Regions from separate parts of the Gossypium hirsutum genome. Here all the other regions are linked to region 3. The links are chromatin contacts, called in public Hi-C maps. All regions are on one chromosome and are shown on one strand. Each heading gives the region's core, a stretch centred on a gene start, on an enhancer-like site or on the middle of the called end of the contact. The rest is flanking DNA. Distances are from core to core; before and after follow the strand shown.

Evidence for each region. Hi-C and Micro-C count contacts between places; a contact is called where the count stands out from the background.
Region 1: a contact with region 3 is called in a Hi-C map of leaf, with 2.1 times the contacts expected there. The contact joins the promoter of LOC107910604 here to the promoter of LOC107910163 in region 3. A contact is called at or near these places in 2 of 34 Hi-C or Micro-C datasets (hypocotyl and leaf).
Region 2: a Hi-C map of leaf shows a contact between it and region 3, with 1.9 times the contacts expected there. The contact joins the promoter of LOC107910290 here to the promoter of LOC107910163 in region 3. A contact is called at or near these places in 4 of 34 Hi-C or Micro-C datasets (callus, leaf and petal).

Annotation. Positions count from the first base shown.
Region 1 is chrD02:31,752,248-31,755,009 of Gossypium_hirsutum_v2.1, forward strand. LOC107910604 (probable protein phosphatase 2C 66) reads right to left here and starts at 1,513. Exons shown (of 7, transcript XM_016838506.2): 1 at 1,089-1,513.
Region 2 is chrD02:30,968,936-30,971,712 of Gossypium_hirsutum_v2.1, forward strand. LOC107910290 (probable peroxidase 26) reads right to left here and starts at 1,462. Exons shown (of 4, transcript XM_016838097.2): 1 at 1,073-1,462; 2 at 409-588; 3 at 157-316. The coding sequence starts at 1,324.
Region 3 is chrD02:31,390,109-31,392,919 of Gossypium_hirsutum_v2.1, forward strand. It overlaps LOC107910163, which reads left to right and starts at 1,291. Exons shown (of 5, transcript XM_041089345.1): 1 at 1,291-1,489.

The DNA of each region.
Region 1 (2,762 bases), core at 263-2,762, 360 kb after region 3:
TTATTCAATATCAACTATGCTTTTATATTAAACATATATAAATATGTTCTTTCTTCCTAAACCAAGATAAAGAAAATAGCATCACAACTATTAATTGGAACTTATTAACAACATTGATGCAAAACTTAATTCAATGTAATTAAGGAGGATGGTTCAAACTAACACAAATGAAAGATTCAAAAGTTATTTGCCCAGCTAGCTCTAGCATTTGGCAAGCAACATTGATGCAAAACTTAATTCAGTATAATTAAGGATGACAGTTCAAACTAATAAGAAAGAAAGTTTCAAGAGTTATTTGCTCAGCTTGCCCTAGCATTTGGAAACAAAATTGATGCAAATCTTAATTCAATATAATTATGGATGATGGTTCAAACTAACATGAACGAAAGCTTCAAAAGTTATTTGCTCAGCTTGCTCTAGCATTCGGCAATTTCTAATTTGAATTTGCAATCGAAATAATGACAATAATGATGACGATGATAATAATACCAGTTGAAATGAAAGGAAAACAGAGTAGCTTTACATTTTATGAGTCGAATCCTACAGCCTGGTGTTATCAAATTGATTCCTACTTTAAGCATTGGATAAGAGGAGTGACGGAAAGGTATTAACAAGTTCTTCAGAAGCATAGCGTTTCAAGTTCTCAAAACCTTACCCAGCGTAACATAAATGAAGATATGACTAGCCAACCAACTACTCAAAGACATAATTAACTGCATTCATCAAGGTACCTACATCACCTACAGCATTTAAAGAAACTAAAGAAGCGTGACATATATAATTAGGTAGACTTGTACTGACTTCTCTAAATGACCTTCAATTACATGATTTCTTTGAATTAAGTAACCTATAAATAAATTAACACTAACATAAAGAAAAAAAAATTAAACTTGTATAGTTTTAAGTAACTCAATGAGAGTCTACAATCCAGGATCATCAAATTAAGTTGAGAATCTAACTGCAGCAGCAAAAGCTATTACGGCTTCAATTCTCGTTTAACTTGAAATATTCAAAAAAGAAGGAATCCAAGCAACCAAACAGAGAATTCACTAACGAAGAAAAAGAAAAAGAAGAAAAATTTGGAATACCTTGTTTGAGGCTTGAGATATGAGAAAGACAGCTTCGACGGTAGCAGAAGCTCGATCGACTAAAGATAAGTTTAAACTAGAAGAGAGAGGAAAGGAATAGATGAAAGAATCAAGTTTTAGGGTTTTATTTTGTGGGGGGCTGGGAGTGTTGGGTGAGGTTGGTGGCGGTTTTATTTTTTTCTCTTAAAAATTGTCAACTGTTACGAGAAAGATTAAAATAAAGAAAGGGCGGCTGAAATGTGGGACTGAGTTGAGTCGAGTTCGAGTTGAGTTGAGGAAGGAGTGATGTTGTTGCTTTCGTGAGCTCTTCCGAGTTCCCTCGCAGGTGCGGGAAGTGACTGTCGTGTTGTGCGGGAAGATGCTCAATCTGTCTGCTTATTGCCGGGTCTCACTGTCCGGTTGCAAGTGCCCAAAAATGATTTTCGAGTATTTTTGTTTTAATTTTTTTTGTTGTCTTAAAGTACACTATTAGTAAGTCAATTATGCGGAAATATTTTAATCATTTAATTAAAAATAGTTGTTCTAATTGTTTTATTGTCATTAAAATAATTTGTTTCAACTGGTATAATAATCATTTTAGTTCTTCTTTTATATATTTTTTATTAATTTGATCCTAGATTCTATATAAAAGTTATAAAAAAAACTTCAAATTATTCAAAAATAAAAACTTCTATATCAAAATTCTAGAAAAATAAAATCTCAAATATGTTATTGTTGAAGAACTAATATATATGAAAAATAAAGAAAATTATCATTCAATAAAATTCAATAACAAATTAAAAATAGAACAAAATAAAAAGTTAGATCATTACCAAATTAGTAATATATTTAAGTAGAGTTTCATGCCTTTGAAGAAAATGTAGAATTGGTGAAAAAATAGAATGTCGATAATGGCAAGAAAACAGAGAAAAATATAACACACAGATTTTATGTGGAAACCCTTTCTGAAAAAAACCATGGGCAGAGGAGAAGAAAATTCACTATGTCGAATTCGAATAAATATAAGGAGTATAGATTGTGCCTATTTATAGGTTTAGAAAATCTTATTCTAATCAACATCTAATAGAAGTAATGCAGTAAGGTTGAAACACATTATTCAAATCAATATCAAACAAAGGAAGTAAACTTTTATACAGATTCTTCTTGTGCAGCCTGTATTTTATTTTAATAAGAATTTGGGTCACAACTCTAACAATCTCCACCTTGACACGAATTCTCAATGAACAAGTTCTCCACCTCTTCCATGAAACCCCTTAAGAGTTTATCTTCAACAATAAACACCAACCAAGTCTAAGCAATGCTCAAACTTGGTTATAAGAAGTGAGTTAGTCATCATATCTGCAGGATTATCATGATTACTAATTTTGCTCACAACAATATCACCACAAGCAATAATATCACGAACAAAATGATACCGAACATCAATGTGCTTTGTTCTCTCATGAAACATTTGATCTTTCATAAAGATGACGACACTTTGACTGTCACAAAATACTATACTGATTTGAAGGTCTTCATTAAGTTTACTAAATAGCCCCTTTAACGAAATAACTTCTTTACAAGCCTCAATAATTGTCATGTACTCAGCTTCAATGGTAGACAAAGCGACAATAGTTTACAAGGTGGCTTTCCAATTAATTACACAAACCCCCAATTGTAAAGACATAACCTGAT
Region 2 (2,777 bases), core at 212-2,711, 420 kb before region 3:
AGAAAAGAGTGATTAATAGTATTCATTCTGTTCCACTCCCACCCTATAGCTTTTAATCATGCCTTGTTCATGTTAATTCCACATGTTTGTATACACTAACAGGTTAATAATAGATATAGATTTTGACTAGTTGATGTATCCGTGTTAGTGTTTTACCTAATAGGGTTGTCATGTCCAACACATCCAAGCCTCTTGATCGGAAATAAGCGAGAGAAGCTTCCCAGGAGATGGATGGTGAAGGGAGATCAACGGAGTCCTTGGTCGATGTCATCCCGTCTCTTCTCCCTGTATATACGGGATAAGACGGTGCTCCTGCCTGAATTTATATAATATGAATTAATGATTTATATGATACAAATACTCTATAGAGATTTAGTTAATGATGAGAAAAATTAAATAAATACATACCAAATGAACAGCATCTCGAGTGGCGAGGTTAAGAATGTCAGCACAAGAGACAACGCCTGGGCAACGAGCTTCAAGCACCGTCTTAATCTTGTCGATAAACGCGAACCCTGCCAGTCCCCTGTTCTGTGGTGCAGCCTTCTCCGAATTCGGCCCATCTAGCAGGACTGAAGCATCGCATCCCTAACCATTTCCATCAACCCTTGTAAGTATTAAAACCAAAAGACTTTGGCACCCAAATCTTTATCCTTTCATTACAATCAACTGAAATTTTCATATAAATGAACTCTCCAGTTGACAAACCTCTTAGTATTAAAACCTAGAAAATTACTTTTAATATATTTCATACAATCATTCATGTGATAGTATTACTAAGATGGAAAGCCGAACTGGCTTTGGAAACGTGAAGTCTCTCATGTTTCAGTTCCGCCGTTATTTTTATTTGTAGTAGGTGAGTTTGATGCATTTTAATAAATGATTTTGATTATAATTATTTAAATTTAGGACGTACTCGTAATTATAATTTCTTCTAAATAACAAAATAAAAATTTATCCCCGGGATGGGAAAAAAGTGTGCTTTATGATAATTAGAAAGAAAAGGGTGCAGCAGACATTTATGAAATATACAAATAAAAAAGGAAAAAGGAAAACAATGATAAATACTTACATTTACAAAACAATCCGCATACAGCAAGCGAAGAAGCTTAGGTGCAATAGTTTTATCATACTTATAAAACGATTCCACTTGGTGCCTAATATAAGCCTCTGCATTATCACATGTATTATGCACCTTATAGTAATGCCAAACCAGCTTCACCGGAGTCTGCAACGACCATGCCGCCTCAACCGCAACCTCCATTGAGCACCACAAGCTCAGTACTGCAAGAGCAAAACCGAAACCCAACCTTTCTCTCCTCATTTTCTCACTTTAAAGCATAAACCCTAATATGCACACCAAGCTTGTATATCTGCTCATGGTAAGGGGGGCAAAGCTTATATAGAATCTATTTTTTGACTTGCCACGCGTCTTTACCGACAATGCCAAGTTGGATAAATTCGAAAATAGATGATATATTTTTCATAAGTTTATAGAAACTTGATCCTTTATTATCGTAAGAGTGAAGCGAATGGGGCTGTTCACATGCAATAAGGTGTTTTAGACATTCTTTTACGTTATGTTGTTTACGTCGATAGCAAGGAACGTGATTGCATGTGATTGCAGCATTGGTTTGAGGGTCTATTTTATTTTACATTTCTGTTCTCTTTTTTGTGATCCAAAAACTTTTCAAGTTTCCAAGAAATTTTACTCGTTAACCAATGTTAATTTGGGTTATGATTTGATGATTAATCAATTACGAACTTTGGGCTTTGTAAGTTTGACTAGGTTTTGTGAAATTTGATTTTCTCCAATAATTCTTTAATTCAAGTATTAAAATGCATTTCGATGCTCTTCCTTCTTTTCCGCATATAAAATCTCGGTATACTTAACAAAATACTTAGTTTAATGTTTACTAATTTAAGAATACAAGTTTTGTTGCCTTTTGATCTTTTATTATAGGATTGGTGGGAGAGAAGCTGCTGAATTAATTATTTTTTTTATAATTATCATAGGTCAAGCTTCCATTATCATAATCTTTCTTATTTTCTATTTTTTTAAAAGAAGAAAATCATAATTTCTTTGTTATTTTTTCTAAAATAAAGAAATCTTCCTTTGAAATTAAAAGAAGAAATTCTAAATTCTAAATTCTAAATCCAAAATCCAATACTCATTTTTTAATTATACAAATTAATTGGAAACTTGGATTCAAAATTCAGGCCAAGAGCACTTTTGGCTATGTTTTATGTAAAACTCAATGTTGATAATGACAATAGAATGATCATAAAGTAATATGAAAAGAAAATAAAAAACACACATATTTTTATGTGGAAACCCTTTCGGGAAAAAACCACCGGTAGAGAAGAAGAAAATTCACTAATGTCGAATTTAGATGATATAAGAGGAGTTTAGACTACATCTATTTATAGGTTAAAAAACTTATTCTAATCAACGTCAAATAGAAGCAGTATAGTAAGGTTGAACTCTAACAATCTCCATCTTAATACGAATCCTTAATGAACAAGTTTTTCACCATGAACTCTCAATGAAAAAGTTCTCCACCTCTTCCACAAAACCCCTTAAGGGGTAATCTTCAACAATGAACACCAACAAAGTCCAAGCAATGCTTAAACTTGGTTACCGGAAGTGACTTAGTCATCATATCTGCAGGATTATCATGAGTACTAACTTTACTCACAACAATATCACCATGAGCAATAATATCATGCATAAAATGATATCGGACATCGATGTGCTTTGTTTTCTCATTAAATAT
Region 3 (2,811 bases), core at 41-2,540:
ACGGAGAAAAATAATTAAAAGAGAATTGTGCTAATAACGTACTATAAAATAAAAAGACAGAAAGTAAAGAACAAAGAAAATAGGAGAGAAAAAGAGAGAGCGTATTTTATTGATCAATGAGAATATTTACAAAGCTTCTCCAAACTTATCGTGATTTTGATGGACATCCACTTAATAATATATTCATAACACTATCAACTAATGAGCTGTTTTTTGAGCCAATTCTTGATACCAATGATTTTATCTTGAAACTTTATTTCCTTTTCTTTTTCTATTAGTTTTCTTCTAAATATAATATTTTATAATCCTTTGATTGATAAAATTTTGACTAAATCAATGAAAAAACCTGAAAAAAACTTTATATTTATTATTGTTGTTAACAATATGATATTTCCTTCGAGGTACATAGAAATAATCCTCGAAGTTGGTCCTTGAAATTGAAATTAAACGAGAGTTAAAAATATTACTTTGAAAAATTTAATTGTTTAATCAATAATTATAAAAAAATTATGTATTTTTAATCAAAAATTGAAAGAATTAATTGAATTTCCTTTTGTTACATTGATAATGATTTTTTTTAATTTTATAAACTGATTAAGAGATTATTAAGTTATTTATTTATTTTTATTTTTTAAAAATTTTAAATCCACAATCAGCAATACATATAACTGATGATCTGATTTAGTGTAAAATCATTTACTAAATTAATTAAAACAAAATTATGCTAGCTAGAGTGAAAATTTATTTTTTAAAATATTAAATTATTTATATAATTTTATTATATATTATATTTTTAAAATTTGTATTTTCTATTATTTTTAATGATGTTTAGTTAAATTCTAATACTAACTTCTTACAAATATAAAAAAAGGTTACGTATCGAATTGAATAATTTCAACCATAAATAAAACAATTAATAGATATGGAATGCCTCTATTTTAAAAGCTGAAAGCATAAGTTAAGAAGTTTGAGAATAAAACTGATAGAATTTGTAAATATTAAGGGTTAAATTTATTGAATTATTTAGAATTATAATTAGGTTGATAGAATAAGTAAGTATTGAAGACTAAATGTGTTATTATACCGACTAGAAAAGGACTTTATGTAATCAATTTGATGGTGGGTGACCAAAATAAAAACGAATTAAAACATTAGTGTCTAAATTGAAAAATTTTAAAGTTAATTGATCAAAACAGGAATACGAATATAGTTGAGTGACGTTTTCTTTAGTTTACCCTATTTTTTCAATATAATTTTTATTTTATTAAATAATTTTTTAATAATTTTCATGGACTGAATTTGTCATGGAGTTTCGAGTTCACGTGAAATCATCTCACCTAATAACAGCTAACTCCTATAACAACTAAATAGTGAAAAAAAATTGCGGCGATATGGCGTTATGATATATATGAGAGTACGAAATGAACAACAAACGATAACAGTAAAAATATCTTTTAGGACTTTTTAAAGACAAAGTGGGACTGCTGTTGTAAGGATTCTTCCCTGTTCTTCTCTGTGTCTGTTTTTCTTTTCTTCCTCTAACCATAATGTCTCCAAATCTCCTCATTTCCTCATCGATTCTTTCTTCTTTTACTTCAGGTATTTGTTTACTTTACCTTTTATTTTTATTTTTATATATATGCTGCCATTTTATTTCTTCTTAGTTGTGTCCTCTACCCCAACAAAACACCACTAATCTCTGCTCTTTCCTCAGATCTTCCCAATTTCTTGGCTTTTACTCCAAATGGAGATCTGGGTATCGTTTGTTTTTGTGGTTCAGCCTGTAAATTTGCTTCTTTTATTGTTAAAAATGGAAGGTTTTGATATTCTTATACTACAAAAGTTACAATCATTTGGTTTGTTTTTGAAAAAAGTTAAAAATGTAGTCGAAATCTTATAATTTGGACTCTAGGCAGAAAAGAGAAGTTCCTTTAGGTGAGCTCATTAAGCTTGTATATAAGTTTCCTTCTTAGATCTGCTCCATTTGATCAATTCTTGGTGAACAATTAGAATAGGTATCCGTTGTTTCTTTGATTTGGACTGCAAAATTGGTTCTCCAGATTTTAGCTGAATGTAGTAGGAGTGTCTTCTTTATTGTATGATGCCTTTCTTAGAGAGTTGTGAAAGTCTATATCTTTTAGTCAGTAGGAATTCCATTTTGGGCTGTGTTCTTTTTTCAGAAAATACTGTAAAAAGATTAACTTTCTAATATTGGATAAGAATTCTCATAATTTTGGAGCTCTTTATGGCCGGTTATTGGATCTTGTCCCCTTTCCTTGATTTTGTTTGAATGTTGATCTGGGTGATTGATTTTGGTTCTTTATGTGGTTGATGACTGGAATGGTACTTGTTACATGCTTTTATGGAAATTTGAAATGGTGATTCTCTATCAAAATATGAGTACTTTGACTTAATTGATCCTGTTAATTCCTAAGAAACTGTGCAATAGGGGATAAAGACGGCCTTCCTTTAGCATTTTTCTCACAGCTTTGGATTCTCATTCTCTTCTATGCCTTCAGATCCTTTTCTTTCTATTGTCTTCCGTACAAAATCAAGATGTGTTTATATTTACCCGGGTTTGAATGTGGTTGTTTGATAGATGTCTGGTTCGTGAACTTGTTTTCCTCTCTCACTCTCTGAATTTACATGCATGCATATCTATATATTGGCATTATATGATGCCATATGCTTTATGAGTTACAAGGAATACATTCCTATTGGCTAAGACTCCACTAAATTATGTATAATAAGAATTTAACAATGGAAGTATGTTTGTATTGCTTTGCTTTCATTGTTTTAGTGAGTAGGGAT